5 separate regions of the Mus musculus genome follow, and all the other regions are linked to region 1. The links are chromatin contacts, called in public ChIA-PET, HiCAR-type and HiChIP or PLAC-seq maps. All regions are on one chromosome and are shown on one strand. Each heading gives the region's core, a stretch centred on a gene start, on an enhancer-like site or on the middle of the called end of the contact. The rest is flanking DNA. Distances are from core to core; before and after follow the strand shown.

Evidence for each region. ChIA-PET counts read pairs in DNA pulled down with a chosen protein or histone mark. HiCAR-type assays count read pairs that join an accessible place to other places. HiChIP or PLAC-seq counts read pairs in DNA pulled down with a chosen protein or histone mark.
Region 2: an H3K27ac HiChIP or PLAC-seq map of regulatory T cell precursor shows a contact between it and region 1, with 5 times the contacts expected there. The contact joins two enhancer-like sites. A contact is called at or near these places in 1 of 15 datasets of contacts at CTCF or cohesin (pro-B cells), 5 of 484 Hi-C or Micro-C datasets (CD4 T cells, CD8 T cells and double positive thymocytes) and 9 of 115 datasets of contacts at active chromatin or transcription factors (CD8 T cells, the SCID.adh cell line, acute myeloid leukemia and 6 more).
Region 3: an RNA polymerase II ChIA-PET map of memory CD8 T cells shows a contact between it and region 1, with 5 read pairs. The contact joins two enhancer-like sites. A contact is called at or near these places in 1 of 39 promoter capture datasets (hippocampal neurons), 1 of 484 Hi-C or Micro-C datasets (CD4 T cells) and 4 of 115 datasets of contacts at active chromatin or transcription factors (the SCID.adh cell line, large pre-B cells, memory CD8 T cells and 1 more).
Region 4: a contact with region 1 is called in an H3K27ac HiChIP or PLAC-seq map of thymic regulatory T cells, with 3 times the contacts expected there. The contact joins two enhancer-like sites. A contact is called at or near these places in 1 of 484 Hi-C or Micro-C datasets (uterus) and 1 of 115 datasets of contacts at active chromatin or transcription factors (thymic regulatory T cells).
Region 5: a HiCAR-type map of embryonic stem cells shows a contact between it and region 1, with 7 times the contacts expected there. The contact joins two enhancer-like sites. A contact is called at or near these places in 1 of 39 promoter capture datasets (stem cell-derived epiblast-like cells), 1 of 15 datasets of contacts at CTCF or cohesin (CD8 T cells), 4 of 484 Hi-C or Micro-C datasets (CD4 T cells, embryonic fibroblasts, embryonic stem cells and 1 more), 2 of 115 datasets of contacts at active chromatin or transcription factors (embryonic stem cells and thymic regulatory T cells) and 2 of 9 other capture datasets (adipose tissue and pancreatic islet).

Annotation. Positions count from the first base shown.
Region 1 is chr4:6,969,331-6,972,030 of GRCm38.p6, reverse strand. All of the region lies in intron 1 of Tox (thymocyte selection-associated high mobility group box), which reads left to right. Among named protein-coding and RNA genes, the nearest start is that of Tox, 20 kb to the left of the region's middle. Within about 2 kb of position 1,355, at least 22 of the 459 cell types and tissues checked have an H3K27ac peak or open chromatin away from gene starts, as enhancers often do. A contact at or near this core is called in CD8 T cells, embryonic stem cells, memory CD8 T cells and 3 more, where this site is marked.
Region 2 is chr4:7,453,905-7,456,604 of GRCm38.p6, reverse strand. No RefSeq gene overlaps it. Among named protein-coding and RNA genes, the nearest start is that of 8430436N08Rik, 110 kb to the left of the region's middle. Within about 2 kb of position 1,309, at least 53 of the 459 cell types and tissues checked have an H3K27ac peak or open chromatin away from gene starts, as enhancers often do. A contact at or near this core is called in CD8 T cells, memory CD8 T cells, regulatory T cells and 2 more, where this site is marked.
Region 3 is chr4:7,363,226-7,365,925 of GRCm38.p6, reverse strand. No RefSeq gene overlaps it. Among named protein-coding and RNA genes, the nearest start is that of Gm33646, 170 kb to the right of the region's middle. Within about 2 kb of position 1,330, at least 39 of the 459 cell types and tissues checked have an H3K27ac peak or open chromatin away from gene starts, as enhancers often do. A contact at or near this core is called in memory CD8 T cells and thymic regulatory T cells, where this site is marked.
Region 4 is chr4:6,662,478-6,665,177 of GRCm38.p6, reverse strand. No RefSeq gene overlaps it. Among named protein-coding and RNA genes, the nearest start is that of Gm22473, 30 kb to the right of the region's middle. Within about 2 kb of position 1,362, at least 11 of the 459 cell types and tissues checked have an H3K27ac peak or open chromatin away from gene starts, as enhancers often do. A contact at or near this core is called in thymic regulatory T cells, where this site is marked.
Region 5 is chr4:6,687,982-6,690,681 of GRCm38.p6, reverse strand. Tox (thymocyte selection-associated high mobility group box) reads left to right here. Exons shown (of 9, transcript NM_145711.5): 8 at 1,712-1,863; 9 at 2,221-2,700. The coding sequence ends at 2,257. Among named protein-coding and RNA genes, the nearest start is that of Gm11802, 11 kb to the left of the region's middle. Within about 2 kb of position 1,336, at least 13 of the 459 cell types and tissues checked have an H3K27ac peak or open chromatin away from gene starts, as enhancers often do. A contact at or near this core is called in embryonic stem cells, where this site is marked.

The DNA of each region.
Region 1 (2,700 bases), core at 106-2,605:
CCCCAGCAATTCTGACTCAGTGATAAGTGAGGACTATGCAAACTTACAAATTCACTGCCCACCTATCAACTCAGGCTGTTCCTTTCAAAAGCAATAGCTATTAGGATTCCGAGAGGTAGGGTTCCTGACTTTAACAAGTTCTTGATTTGGGAACAAAAAAGTCGTTCGAAAAATAAGAAAATACAGAGAGAAAAACATAAAAAAAAATAGGTCTTACTTTAGATATTCAGTAAGTTCTTCAGCATTTTGTTTCCCACATACAAGTGAGTATTCTAGAGATTCATTTTTAGTAAGTTTTTTAAGTGTCAGAAGATAGAGAAAGGAACCTTGCATGGCTTCCTGGGTCCTTTCTTACTGTTCAAGTTGATGACTCCTTTCCTTAGGTGCTCATGGGGCCATATTTTTGGATGTTTTATCTCATCTGTCCATTTCACTCTGGTTCACTCTGGTTCATTCTGCCTCCCACACTTCTTACCTTAGCAGCATCAAGGTTCTGTCTCCTTCCCCTGACTAAGGAATGGCAAGTCTCTGTTGAAGCAAAGACACATGATTTATTTTGACCAAAATTTAGAAATATCTTCGTGAAGGAAGATGAATATGCTTTGGCAAACCGGTTTGGCAGCCACCAATTTAGACATCACTAAAGAAACATTTGTGTATAAGACACAAGGAGAGAATAATTATTAGTTATAATACTTTATTTATATAAAATATATAATTTATTATAATAATTACTTATAATAATACAAAATTATTATTGTCACATATTCACAAACCATCAGGTTTACATAGTCTACAACTTTGAAAGTAGCTGATTTCTAATCCCCCAAGAAAACATGGGAGATTTCTTTACCATCCTGTATAAACCATTTGATCCGGAATGCTTGGACTTGTTACATAAACATAAGCATCGTATCCTATCAATGGTGGCTGTAAATTACTTGTGTGTAATCTTTTGAATTGAGATGATACTCTAATTTTCTATCAAATCTGGTATAGGCAATAACATATATAAGAAAAGAAAGAAAGCAAGCATAAAGGAGTCTAATGCATCCGGGAAATTTCTGAGCCAGTTTGTGTGAGACACCCTGCTTGGATACAGGGCTGGAGAGAATGGGAGGAAAAGGGCTTCTTCACCTGGCACTGACTGGCTGTGTTTTCTCAGCAGTAGTTACCCTGAGGTATTCTAAGAGCTGCAAGGTGACAGAAGAGACTTAGCCTTGTGTACCTCTGCACCTCTAGTAACCTTTTGTTTTCTCCAAAATTGCCGGAAATGATCTTTCAACCATAGTCTGTAAGGCAGGACTCACAACAGCTTTGTTGTGGATTTCTGGGTTGAGTTTCAGGCTCTTAACTACTTATAGACTCACAATTGATGTGTGTCACAAGGTTTAAAGAGCGGCTTCTAAGATATTACAGTGCAATTGTTGATAAAGGGAACTTTTATTGTTGATAAAAGGAACCGCCTTTCGCCTTGGAGATGAGATAGACCTGTCTGTACGAGTCACTTGTCACTTTCAGCTTTGATTTGAGGTTAGTCAGAGGTAAACTTCCACAGTCTAGATGAGCAGATACCTACTAAAGTATGTCAGAAATGGAGTCCATGCTGTTCAAATGGCTGGTGATATTACTGGACATGCTAATGGGTGTTTAAAATAAACTAATTATAGTCATTTTATGTTAGTCTGTTTTACCAGGTGATAATAAGAGTGTGAAAGAGACATCACCATTAAACTTGTAATTTTATTAGTAACTTGATAATTAACAATTATCCTTTAATTGGCAATGTCCCATTACAATTTTCAATGCAAGTATTTGCAATGTCAAGTTCTGCCATGGAGCAGGGTGGAGAAAGGGATACAACAGAGGAAGCTGAGGCTGTTTGTAGTTCAGAGACATAGTTAAATCAATCGCGTGACCAGTGCTTGAGGAATGAATCCATCCTAAGGGAGATCACCACACAGGACCTTCAGCAGCCAGCTCCATGCATTCCTGTAACTGAGGTGAGGAGAGTTCCTGCCAGGACATTCAAGACACAGGCCAGCAGGCCAGCAGGCCAGCAGGCCAGCAGAACAGTTAGGATGTCAAGGACACTCAAGTTATTTCATCTTATAGGAGCCTTGTTTTCTAATAATGTGCTTCATTTTTATTATTATCAATGTAGTTATTTTGTGGACTATTTCCCTTAGTCAGGGTTACTATGACCATGATGAAACCCCGTGACCAAAAGCAAATTGGAGAAGAAACAGTTAAATTGGCTTATGCATTCACATCAAAGGTACTTAAAACAGGAACTAAAACAGGGCAGGAACATAGATGCAGGAGCTGATGCAGAGGTCGTAGAGGGGTGTTTGTTACTCACTAACTTGTTCCTCTTGGCCTACTCAGCCTGCTTTCTTATAGAACCCAGGATGAGCAGCCCAGAGCTGTACCACCCACAATGGACTGCGCCTTCTCATATCAATTACTAATTAACAAAATATTCTACAGGCTTGCCATCAGCCTGATATGGAAGTATTTTCTCAAAGATCTCTCCTCTATGATGACTCTAGCTTGTGTCAAGTTGACATAAAATTAGCTATCTCAGTAATCTTGGAATAATTAAATATCTATACGATTAATGTTAACCATGTTTTATACGTGATTTTTCGAATGCTCTGGAATGTGGTTAAACTATACTGATCTCAAACTATCTATCTA
Region 2 (2,700 bases), core at 60-2,559, 480 kb before region 1:
AAACACTATTTTGAGCTGATAATTTTGAGAAAGTAAAGACACAGAGAAGCTCTGAAAACAGGAATCTGTTACTTCCTTGTAAAAGAAAATTGCATCTAAATGGAAGACATCGTTTTGTGAGTCTCTATCCGTAAATCCAGAGTAGAACTATGAGTCCAAAGTACGAGAGACCCCAAGAAGTGCAGACATAACCTACCTCAAAGCTGTTCTTGACACTTCCATGTCTCTGGGCTTAAACCTTTGTTTTGATAAACAATGGCTATGATATCTGAATTCCAGATTGCCTCTCCCTTCTCTGTGTACCTCTCCTGAAAATGTGCTGTGTGTGTGTGTGTGTGTGTGTGTGTGTGTGTGTGTGTGTGTGTGTGTGTGTGTGTGAGATATACAACAAAAACTTTTAAAGGTATATACTCCAATAAACTATATTTTTTCTTTGATTGGTCTGTCTTTTTTTATAGGTGCCCCTTTTAACTAAGGAAGAAGGATGGAAAGAACATTTTTTTCTTTATGGAGCTTTGGTTATCACTCACTGTGCTCATGAGTGTGCCTATGGAACAAGTACTTTATACACATTGATTGTGCATTTCCCATTCTAGTCAGTGGAAGACTGAGCCACACTTCATCCTCAGGGGAGTCTTGGGGGTGGTAGCTACTTTTCTCTTCTACTCTCATTGTATGTTACAGCACTGAATTGTTTGCCAATATTTAAATACCGTGTCTAACATTTATAAAGAATAGATTGTGTTTCTTTTTAGAGAAAGGGTTATACTATTTGGAACTACCACAATGCTCAATAAAAGGAGGTAACGAATAATTACCATATATTTGTGAAGAAAAATAGAAAAAAAAAAAGAGGAAGAAAGCATAAATAAAGGTAACTACATCTCTCCAAACTCCATTGATTTTGGTTATTTAAAATAAACCTACCTGAGAAATACTGACCGAGGAGCATGCTCACCTAATGTATATTTTTATTATTGCTAATTGTTTGGAATCTGAATCAAATTCATTGTGAAGCCCAAAGCTGAGGAAAGTTTAGGACTGTTGCTCCCTGCCATGTTCCCCTCAGCAGTGTTTTTCTTCTTAGCACACCAAAGCTTCAGCAGCAGCCAGTCTTAGACTGAAACGTTATCTTCGTTTTTTTTTTTTTTTTTTTTTTTTTTTTTTTTGAAGATAGTAAAAGTGAAAACAGATGCACACATTTGAATGCAGGAAGCCTTTAAGGCCTTTCTCTCTTTTGTCGTCCCTGCCCCCACTCCTTTTTCCTGTGAAGCATCAAAATAAATGTCCCTGCTCCTTTGAACTAAATCGCCCACTGTGCATAACTGAAATCGTAGGCCCGGAAATACATACCCCCTAACCAGTGCTCTCGGCCCTTATCAAGACCTTGTCATCTGAAACGACAGTGTTGGAACCCAGGCTGGTTTCACGTGATCCTATCAATCAGAGGTAAAGAGAAAAGGTGCCTGGGGGAGGGAGGGGAATCTTCAGGTTTGTTTAGGCTTCACTTAGGTCTAATTTCATACGTTTTAATGTATGGTGAGCCAAGCACCCGAGTATTGTATATCTTAGCAATGCTGACATTTCCTTTGCACCATTTAAAATTAAACCTTTTATTAGTTCAGGAAAAGCTGAGACAGGAGACAATAGCTGTTCAGGGAGAATAATTATTTTCTGTTCTGTTGTGTAGGATTTTTGAGCTTTTGATAAGTTGCAGTTTACAGTACTTAACAGCTAGCCAATCTTACATGTTAACAGTACATGAGAATATTTTATCCTAGCAGCCTGCCTCATACCCTGAAATGTTGAAATGTGTTTCTTGGTGACTTAAATCTTTTTTTTTTAAAACCTCTTATTTTCTGGGGTGTGTTTGGAAAGGATCATGCTATCAACAGTTGGAGTGGTGAGCAGCAGGCAGGGCGAGAGGAATCACTATGAAATGGATACAAAAAGCTGTGGGTTGTACACCATTAAGTGTTCCCAGTGTGATTCTAATGAGCTGATGATGGCCTCAACAAATTACTGTTTCTCCTGCAGCCCAGTAAATTATAGCTCACCCAAATTAAATCAGTGGGACTCTAGACAAACTGGTCTTCATCAAGATCTACATTTGTGAGAATTAAAAAAAACAAAAAAACAAAAAAAAACCAAACCATGCTCAATCATATTTAATCACATCTATTTGCTCAAGATTATTAGCTTGCTTTCTTATCCCCAAATGTCTGGGCGATAGATGTGGTGTGTGTGTGTGTATTTGTATATCTATGTACATTTATATGTGTGTAGGTTTATGTATGTGTGTATGCACGTGTATGTTTTTATGTGTGTATGCTGTATGCATCTCTGTGTATATTTACATGTGGTGAGTGTTTTGTGTTTGTATTTTCATGTTTGTGTGTATATGTGTACTTATGTGTATTTGTGTATATATGTTTTGTGTGTGCTGTGTGTGTACATTTACATGTATGTTTATATGTGTGTGTACATGTGTATATGCATGCATGAATGTATGTATGTATGTATATATGTGTGTGTTTGTACATGTTTGTGTTTTATATGTGTATTTGTGCGATGTATGTGTGTATTTGGGTTTGTGCTTGTGTGTATGTTTGTTTGAACATATATGTGTGCCTTGTGTGTTTATGTATGTGTTCACTCATGTTTGTATGCATGTGTGTTTGTATGTATGTGTGTTTGTGT
Region 3 (2,700 bases), core at 81-2,580, 390 kb before region 1:
TTCTAGTTTTACATGGTTTTGATGAAAAATCTGTGGCATTGTGAAAAACCTTCCAGCTGCCCTCCACAACTCTGGCACCAAGTGTGAGTCTGCTGTTATTAATAAAATTGAATAAAAATAAAACATTAATCTTAAAGCAATTAACCCAACTAACCCATCCATGGAGTTCCTTGGTGCAAGAGTGGAGGTATCACTTTGTTGGTCATTTTTACTCTTCTCTTAATGTCAGAGTCAGAACAAATGCTGAGATAGAAGGAGCTAGAGAAAATAACACCTTCACAGACTGCTCAACTCTGAGAAATGGGCCCATAGGCAATTGCATATTTGGGTGAAAATCATACAGAACTTACTCACACAAATCTAGACTGTACAGCCTCAGAGTGAGTCCCTAGTTCCTAATTGCTTCTAGGATCATGGAGAAACACAATGAAAACTCAGTCTGACTCCATATTAGGCTTAAAAGACAACTTATAGTAAGGCCAAACTAAGTTAGTTCCTCTTTATGATTAAACCTCTATTTTTCAAGGACTGGGCTATGACACACCAAAACTTTAACTACAAATAGTTCTGTACTGCTTGTTCCAGGAATGTCAAACATGTTTTTTGTTTTTTTTTTCCAAAAAGTTGTTTATAAGCATACTGCAGTCCCCTTATGCTTTACAAGGTTATATGACCACCTTGGGCAGCCTAGTGATAAGGACCACTTTATTATGCCCACTTTGCCACTATGCCTTTGTATTGGGAGGTCCTTAGGACTAACTTGTTATTCCTATGTTTTACTCTTGTATTCCTCCCTATTTGCCCATCAAATCCCACATTCAGAAAACCCTTACCCTGATCTATAAAAGACTTATCTTCTTCATATCGAAGGCTGACTTCTCAAACCCTGCCTTAGGGATATACGGCTGGTGTACTGGAGCTAAAAAAAAAAAAAAATCTTGCTTTAATTAATTTAGCCAAGATGATTTGGGTCAGTGGTGTCTCTCTTCCCATCGTTGGGATTAACAAGAGCATGGCTGTATATAGAGTATGAGAGAAAATATTCAGCTAACAGACAGTGAACATGAGCCCTATGTGCAGTGCTGGTAAAACTATAACAGGGCATCCTGCAGACAGTACAGATTATACTCAGAGATGGTGCCTATGTTACAATAATCATTAGAAAACACAGCTATAAGTACAGGAGAGAGAACATTGCTGTCTATCAAGAACTATTTACTGTGCATTATGTGTGCTACCCCTGCATATTACTATCAGCACAGCAGCATGGCCAATTCCAGCACCCCCAGTCACTGTCTACATCACAACAGCTGTAACATCAGTGAGACAGGAATATCTCTGCTCTACTAGAATCTGAAAGCACAATCATTGACTATGTGATCTGTGCATTATGCAATGAATTACCATATCAAAGAGCATTTTAAGAGCTTTTCATCCTACTCCTCCTACTCCTCTTGTAAGGTTTCTTTGTCCCCCTTTCCTCCTCCAGTACAATTAGGATCTAGGCTACTGTTAATAGGAGAAAGGCATTCACCATCCAGCTCCCTACAAAGTGTCAGGGACTCATCTGCAGCAGCCCCTCAGGCTTCTGCTGGTGGTTTTGGCTGAGGAGAGGACAGGTTGCATACAGGAAGTGCATGTACTAAGTATTTCCGGTGAACTGCCTGATCAGACTTCAGAAGAAATCATTGCGTTTTCAACCTCTAGTAATTCACAGTGATGTATGTACTCATTTAAAAACAATGCACACATTTGTACTTACTTTTCTGCTGCAGAGATTGTATTTATTATGAGCTGAATTGTTTGCAACTCCAAAAATCCTGTTTCGCAATTTAGCTTCTGAGAACAAAACTGTTAAGATGTCGTTAAGGTGAAATGAGCTGCTATGGCTGCTGCCCTGAAGCAGGGGATTAATAGTTTCTCTCTCTGCACGGAGGGGGAAGATGTTTTCCCCTCTCTGTCTCTCTTCTGTCAACTAAAATCAGATACTAGGTCATCCTTAACAGGCTGGGTTCTTGATTTCTCTTCAATGGTACTGAGCTAGTGACCCAACTTCTTTTCACTCAGCTCCATAATTCTAAGATTCCTTGTACTTCCTAGTAAAGACCCAGAAAGGCTCACATATTTGAGTACTTAGTAGGATTAAGGGGTATGGCCTTATTGGAGTAGGTGTAACACCTTTACAGGAAGTGTGTCACTAGGGGTGGGGTTTGAGGTTTCAAAAGCTCATGATAGTCCCAGTCTCCTTCATAACTCTGTGGTGCTTATGGCCCAATAAGAAGTTGTTAAATAATGTCGATGATCTTGTAACTAACGAGGAGACACAGTGTGTCCTCATCTCATTATATGACATAGCAACAGGCAACAAAAAAAGCACCATAGCAGCCTGTTTTCTCAAGGTCAATATACTGAGCCCAAAACACTTAAAAACAAAGCTGAGCTATTAAGTAAATATGGATCCAGTATCTCTTATACTTTTTCTTATGTAGGCATAATAACTCAAATAAAAATATAGTACCATGTAAAGTTATAGCCACACACACATGTGCGCATGTACGCACACAGATAAATGCACACATACATGCACACACACACACACACACACACACACACACACACTGGATAGCTTCTCTCTCACTTGAGCTCTAGTCCTTAGCCCTCTGTTCTTCTGTGTGTGTGTGTGTGTGTGTGTGTGTGCGT
Region 4 (2,700 bases), core at 113-2,612, 310 kb after region 1:
TCTTCTTCCTCCCAAGTCTCATTATTGTACTTTGTCCCTTTGAACAATTTGTTTTTTATTTTAGTAATATATGCTTATCTTTACTTGATATGCAATATTAAGTGTAGGAACCAACTAGAAACATCTGGACAGACTGGTTTATTTGGCTTAAATTATTACCTACAGTTTCATCTACTTTCCTGAAAATGACATAACTTTGTTCTTCATGGCTGAATAAACTTCTGTCATGTGAATATATCATTATCCCGTCCTTCCTTGTTGAACTCGTAAATTGGTTCCATAGTTTATAAGTGGTAAATATTGCTGCAATAGCAATGATTTGTGTATATTTCTGTGCTTGTATTCCTTTGGTGGTATATGTCCAGGAGTGGTATATGTGAGTGACACTGGGATGTAAACAACGTCCTTTGTGGTCCTAGGAAAGTAGTCTAAGACTGAGCTATATCTCCATCCCTTGTGTGTCCTTGTAAAGTACTCTATGACTGAGGTTTACCCCATCCCTAGCCAATCTAAGAAAGTACTAAATGACTGAGCTATATCACCATTCCTTTGTATTTTTTAATTTTTTTACAGGTTCTCACCAATTTATTCATACTAGTCTTGATCTCATTTTGTACCCCAGACAGGCCTTAAAATTGAGATTTCCCTGCTTCAGCTTCCTCAGTAGCTAATATAACAGGTTTAATCTACCAACTAAGCTATGACTGGAAATTTGTCATTTTTGAAAAAAAAATGGAGACTAAAGCATAACAATTTTATTTCCTGTGATTGGTGGAATGTGGATTGCTAGAAGTTCTCATATTTTAGTATACATATGCACACATTTTAAAACAAATTGTTTCACTAGAACTACAAAGCTTGGATATTTTAAAAGTCACTGATGCTACATTTGGCTCACATGATACATGTTCCTAGTGACTTCCCTTCTCTTCCTGAATATTTAGTGTCTTCAACCTCTCTCCAGGGCATTGAACTCAAATCCTGACATTATCCTGCATATTCTAAGTGATATTGAAACGGAAAAGTTCCCACTGATAACGTCTAGCATTCCTATGTTGTGAGATATCCCCCGCAGAAGACTTCCGACATGGGTTCAAACCAATGGAAAGTCTTTATTAGGCCACCAGTGACTAGACTGGGCATTTGGAACCCTGGTACAGTCCTGAGTCTTTCTCAGGGTGAACTTTTAAGCACAAAAAACCACATCCTTGGTTTAGACAACTTGGTTAGCAAAAACAGCCAGAAGAAAAACTACAGAAGCTAAAAAGCAAGGTTAGAGCATTTAGGGACTTTCCAAGAACTCTGGACTGTGATGGATTAGGTCTCTGTTCTTGTTTTGGCAGATGTTGTTGCCTATGCTGTGCTGGACTACGTGGCCTGAATGGTACTTACATCATGACATCAGTTGTACTAAGGCCTGGGAACCTGTAACACATATCCCTCCCTTCTGATTCTCTTAAGCTGTTGATGCCACATGTCACTCAGCCCTCTCTGGCTCATCTCATGCAGAGGTGCAGCCTGAAGGCACCAGCACCTTTTCCTGTTCAGTTGGTGAGTATCTACTAAAAGAAACTTGTAGCCTGTCAAGATTTTTGTATAGATCCGTTTTAATATGCTGTAATTCCTTCTCTCTCTCTCTCTCTCTCTCTCTCTCTCTCTCTCTCTCTCTCTCTCTCTCTCTTTGCAAAGACAAGTAACGGATACTCCTGAGGACAGATGTTCTGGTCCCTGTCAGTTTCTGGATGGTAGACTACATAGATTCTCTTTCTCTCCCTCTCTCTCCTCTCCCCTATGCTATATCCTAGAACCTGGAACACACTTCTAAATCACACATCTAAGCATCTAAGCCCTCCCCCCTAAATCCAAAGTGATCTAAGTCATCAGTCCTTTACCTGCTTTTCCAGCTTCACCTTGTAGACACTTGTGGGTTTTTATCTAGAGGAATTCTAATGTCCTTCTGGGGTAGCTACATGATTACAATACAGGAAATGTCTAAAACATTTTTTCTGATGTATTCTCATGCAGTAAGGCTGGATATGCATGCTAAATGATTTCTTTGGTGATTTTGTCCAAAGCAAAAATTTTACTAACCTAGTAAGAACAGCTCTCTTTTATTGTCTATAAAGTTTTCCTAGCTCAAATCATGTTTTGCCTAATATCTGACATTTATTTAACTTTCTATAGAGTTTAAAGGTATAGGTAGTAGATGTAGACATGGATGTAAAGACTACATGAAATCTCAGAATCTAATATGAAATTACTCCTATTGTTTGCAATACTATTTTAAAAAAATCACTGAAATAATGAACTTTCTTATTTTTCTACTTGGTTGTGGTAAATAGTTAATAAGTTAAATAAACAAAGGTTAGACACGCAGGCACCCAGGCCATTCCTATGAGGGTATTAGTCAGAATTGATGGAAATTTTGTTCTAAGTTTTGAGAAATATTAGAGAAGAGAGCTGAGCAAGGAAGCAGCAATGAACTAAAACAAAAGCATCGAAGTTGTTCAGTTCAATCAAGACTACAAGGACTAGTCTGTTCCGTTGAACTAATTTCCTGAAATGTTTTCCAGAATAATCTGCAATGAATATCTGCACACTGTTGTTGCAGAGAACCTAGGAGTGGCTCAGTTTTAAAAATTAGAATACTTAGAATAATTGGGATCAATAATATAGTTCTAGTCCAAGATTGAACAAAAT
Region 5 (2,700 bases), core at 87-2,586, 280 kb after region 1:
GCGCTGAGATTATGTAGTAAGCACTGCAGACAATGATCACAGCCTGTCAATGAGCTCAGTGGTCAAAGAAACCAATACAGGGTCTCTCAGAACTTTCTTCAGCTCTCTACCTACTATCATACTGGACCCTAGTGACAGAAACTGAGAAGGTGAGCAGCAGGTCAGGACCAGGGGAAATGAAGATCTTTCACTGAGGGCATTGAGGCTCCTTTCATGCTGGGAATACCTAGAGAAAGGTTCCGACTGGGCTGGAAAGCCAGTGGACAACTGCCTTCCCTGAGCTACAGGAAGATGCCTGGAGCCTGAGCTACAGGGGCCTCTGTTCAGGACCTCCTCCTCCAAGGCAGTTGTTACTTAGGAAATCTACTGCTGTAAGGGTGTGTTGGGTCAACAACCAGTAATACTAAACTCTTGACTTGTTGGTGACTTTTCACCCTGAATTTTGCCTCTCTCCACAGTTTCAGTGGAATAGACATGGACATGGGTCTATCGGGGTAACATGGGCTTATCAGTGGAATGGTAAATCAGTAGATCTCTAGAAGCCAACCAGAGGGCTAAGGAAGATTGAAGTAGACATAGTTTTCAAATCACTATGTGAGGGACCACCCACACATGAGTAAAAGTCTAAGGAAAAATCTTATTTAAAAATCAACCCTCCCACCATCCTGCTTAGTTTAAGGAATATGTCAGTAATATTTCGCCTTCCAAAGCTACTTGAAACTAAATTGTGCATGGTGCATTTTGAATCTTGATTTCTTGGATGTTAAAAACCATGGCTAGAATCTGCTGCAGAGACAGCCATGAGATTAATTCCGCTTCTTTCTGTGGTCACTTCCAACAAAGCCTGCTTCTGCTGCTCTTGAATTCACCTGATACGCTAAAAATAAATTGTGTATAATGTGTTTTGTTTACCAGATATAGCTATATACTTCAGAGATTCCGTCCTTGAATTTTTAATAGCTTTGCTGGGATTAAAAGTCAACACTTCATCACTAGTGAATTAAAAGAATCTTCCTGAAGTCTGAGTATTGTTTGCCAGCTAAGAGAGTTTTCAATTAAAAATATTTTCTGTCTTTACATGTTTTAGTCCCTATGTTTTCCAATGGCTAGTTGTTTTCTGTCTCTGTATTAGTCCAACAACTGATTTAAAAAAAAAAAACAAAACAGAAACAACTCTTTGGTTGAAATTTTTAGCTGATAAGAGAAATACAAATAAAGAAAAAGCAGCAGATGGTCCCATTGTGACTGAATGAAAAAAAGGGTTTTGAGTAACAATGTGTGAATAGGTGTAGCCTAATAAAACACTCAGCCACCTGCTGCCTGAATCCTTCAGGAAGGCTCGGTCGCTTACTCTGGGGCTTAACCATTAATGTGTGTTAGGTTGATAGAAACCATCAACTGTGAGAAGCTTACGTTCATTCTCCCTTTGCTTACATTGAGTTGGCTTTTCTATATTTTAAATTGTTTCCCAACTCAATGTATCTGCCAAAGGGTGTAATGAAAGGGTTTTGGACACCTGGTTAAGCGAAGGAAAGGTAAGGATAATGAGGTGATGGGTGTTTCTTTTTTACTCTAAGTCAGGGAGCCCCTTCCGCTGGTTCCTACAGAAGTGAGGTGGCCTACCATATTTGCGGGTGTGGATAACTATGTCTCTGCTCTTTGCTTTAAAAGGTACCGCCTTTTCTCAAATGTAGATTTGCTTTTCCTTCAGGGATTTACTCTTCAACCCGACTATCAGACTATTATCAACCCTACATCTACAGCTGCACAAGTTGTCACCCAAGCGATGGAGTACGTGCGTTCTGGGTGCAGAAATCCGCCCCCACAGCCCGTGGACTGGAGTACCGACTACTGCAGTAGTGGGTAAGCGGCCGGCCATCGCCACCTGGTGGTGGAGAGTCTCACAGCATGCGCCTCCGTTCGGGAGTGGGGCCTCATGTCCAGGAAGGCTTCAGAAAAGTAACTTACATACATACATACATACATACATACATACATACATACATACATACATACATACATACATAAAATGTAGAGCCATCATCTTCTAGTCTTTCCAAGAACAAATGCCTCCATGTTTCTCTTTCCTAGGGATTTAGGTCAACTATCTATGCGCTTGAGCTAGCACAAATAATACTAGCCTCACCACCCCAACTCCCTCTGCCACCCCCTCCCACTGTGATTCTGATTTTCTTGTAACCGTGTTTTCTCTCCACACAGGGGCATGCAGAGGGACAAAGCGCTGTATCTCACCTGAAAATCTCGACACCTCTTCTTTCCACTGAGGAGTTCAGGGAAATCTTTTCACCATGGATTGCTTTGCGCACTCAAAGCAGTTCTTCATTTGATTAGAAAATACAAGTTACTAAGCACTTAGGACCATGTGAGCTTGTGGGTCACCCACGCTGGAAGAAATAGTCATGCTTCTTTATTATTTTTTTAATCTTTTATGGACATTGTTCCTCTTCCCAGAAGGAAGTGTGGACCATTCTGATTTCTGTTGGTTTTGCTGTGAAGTGCTGCGGCTCTAGTAACTGCCTTAGCAACGGTAGATGTCTGGGGTAAACGGTCCTGGGTTTTCCATTGGTTTTCATAATGGGTGTTTATATGAAACTACTAAAGACTTTTTAAATGGCTTGATGTAGCAGTCATAGCAAGTTTGTAAATAGCATCTATGTTACACTCTCCTAGAGTATAAAA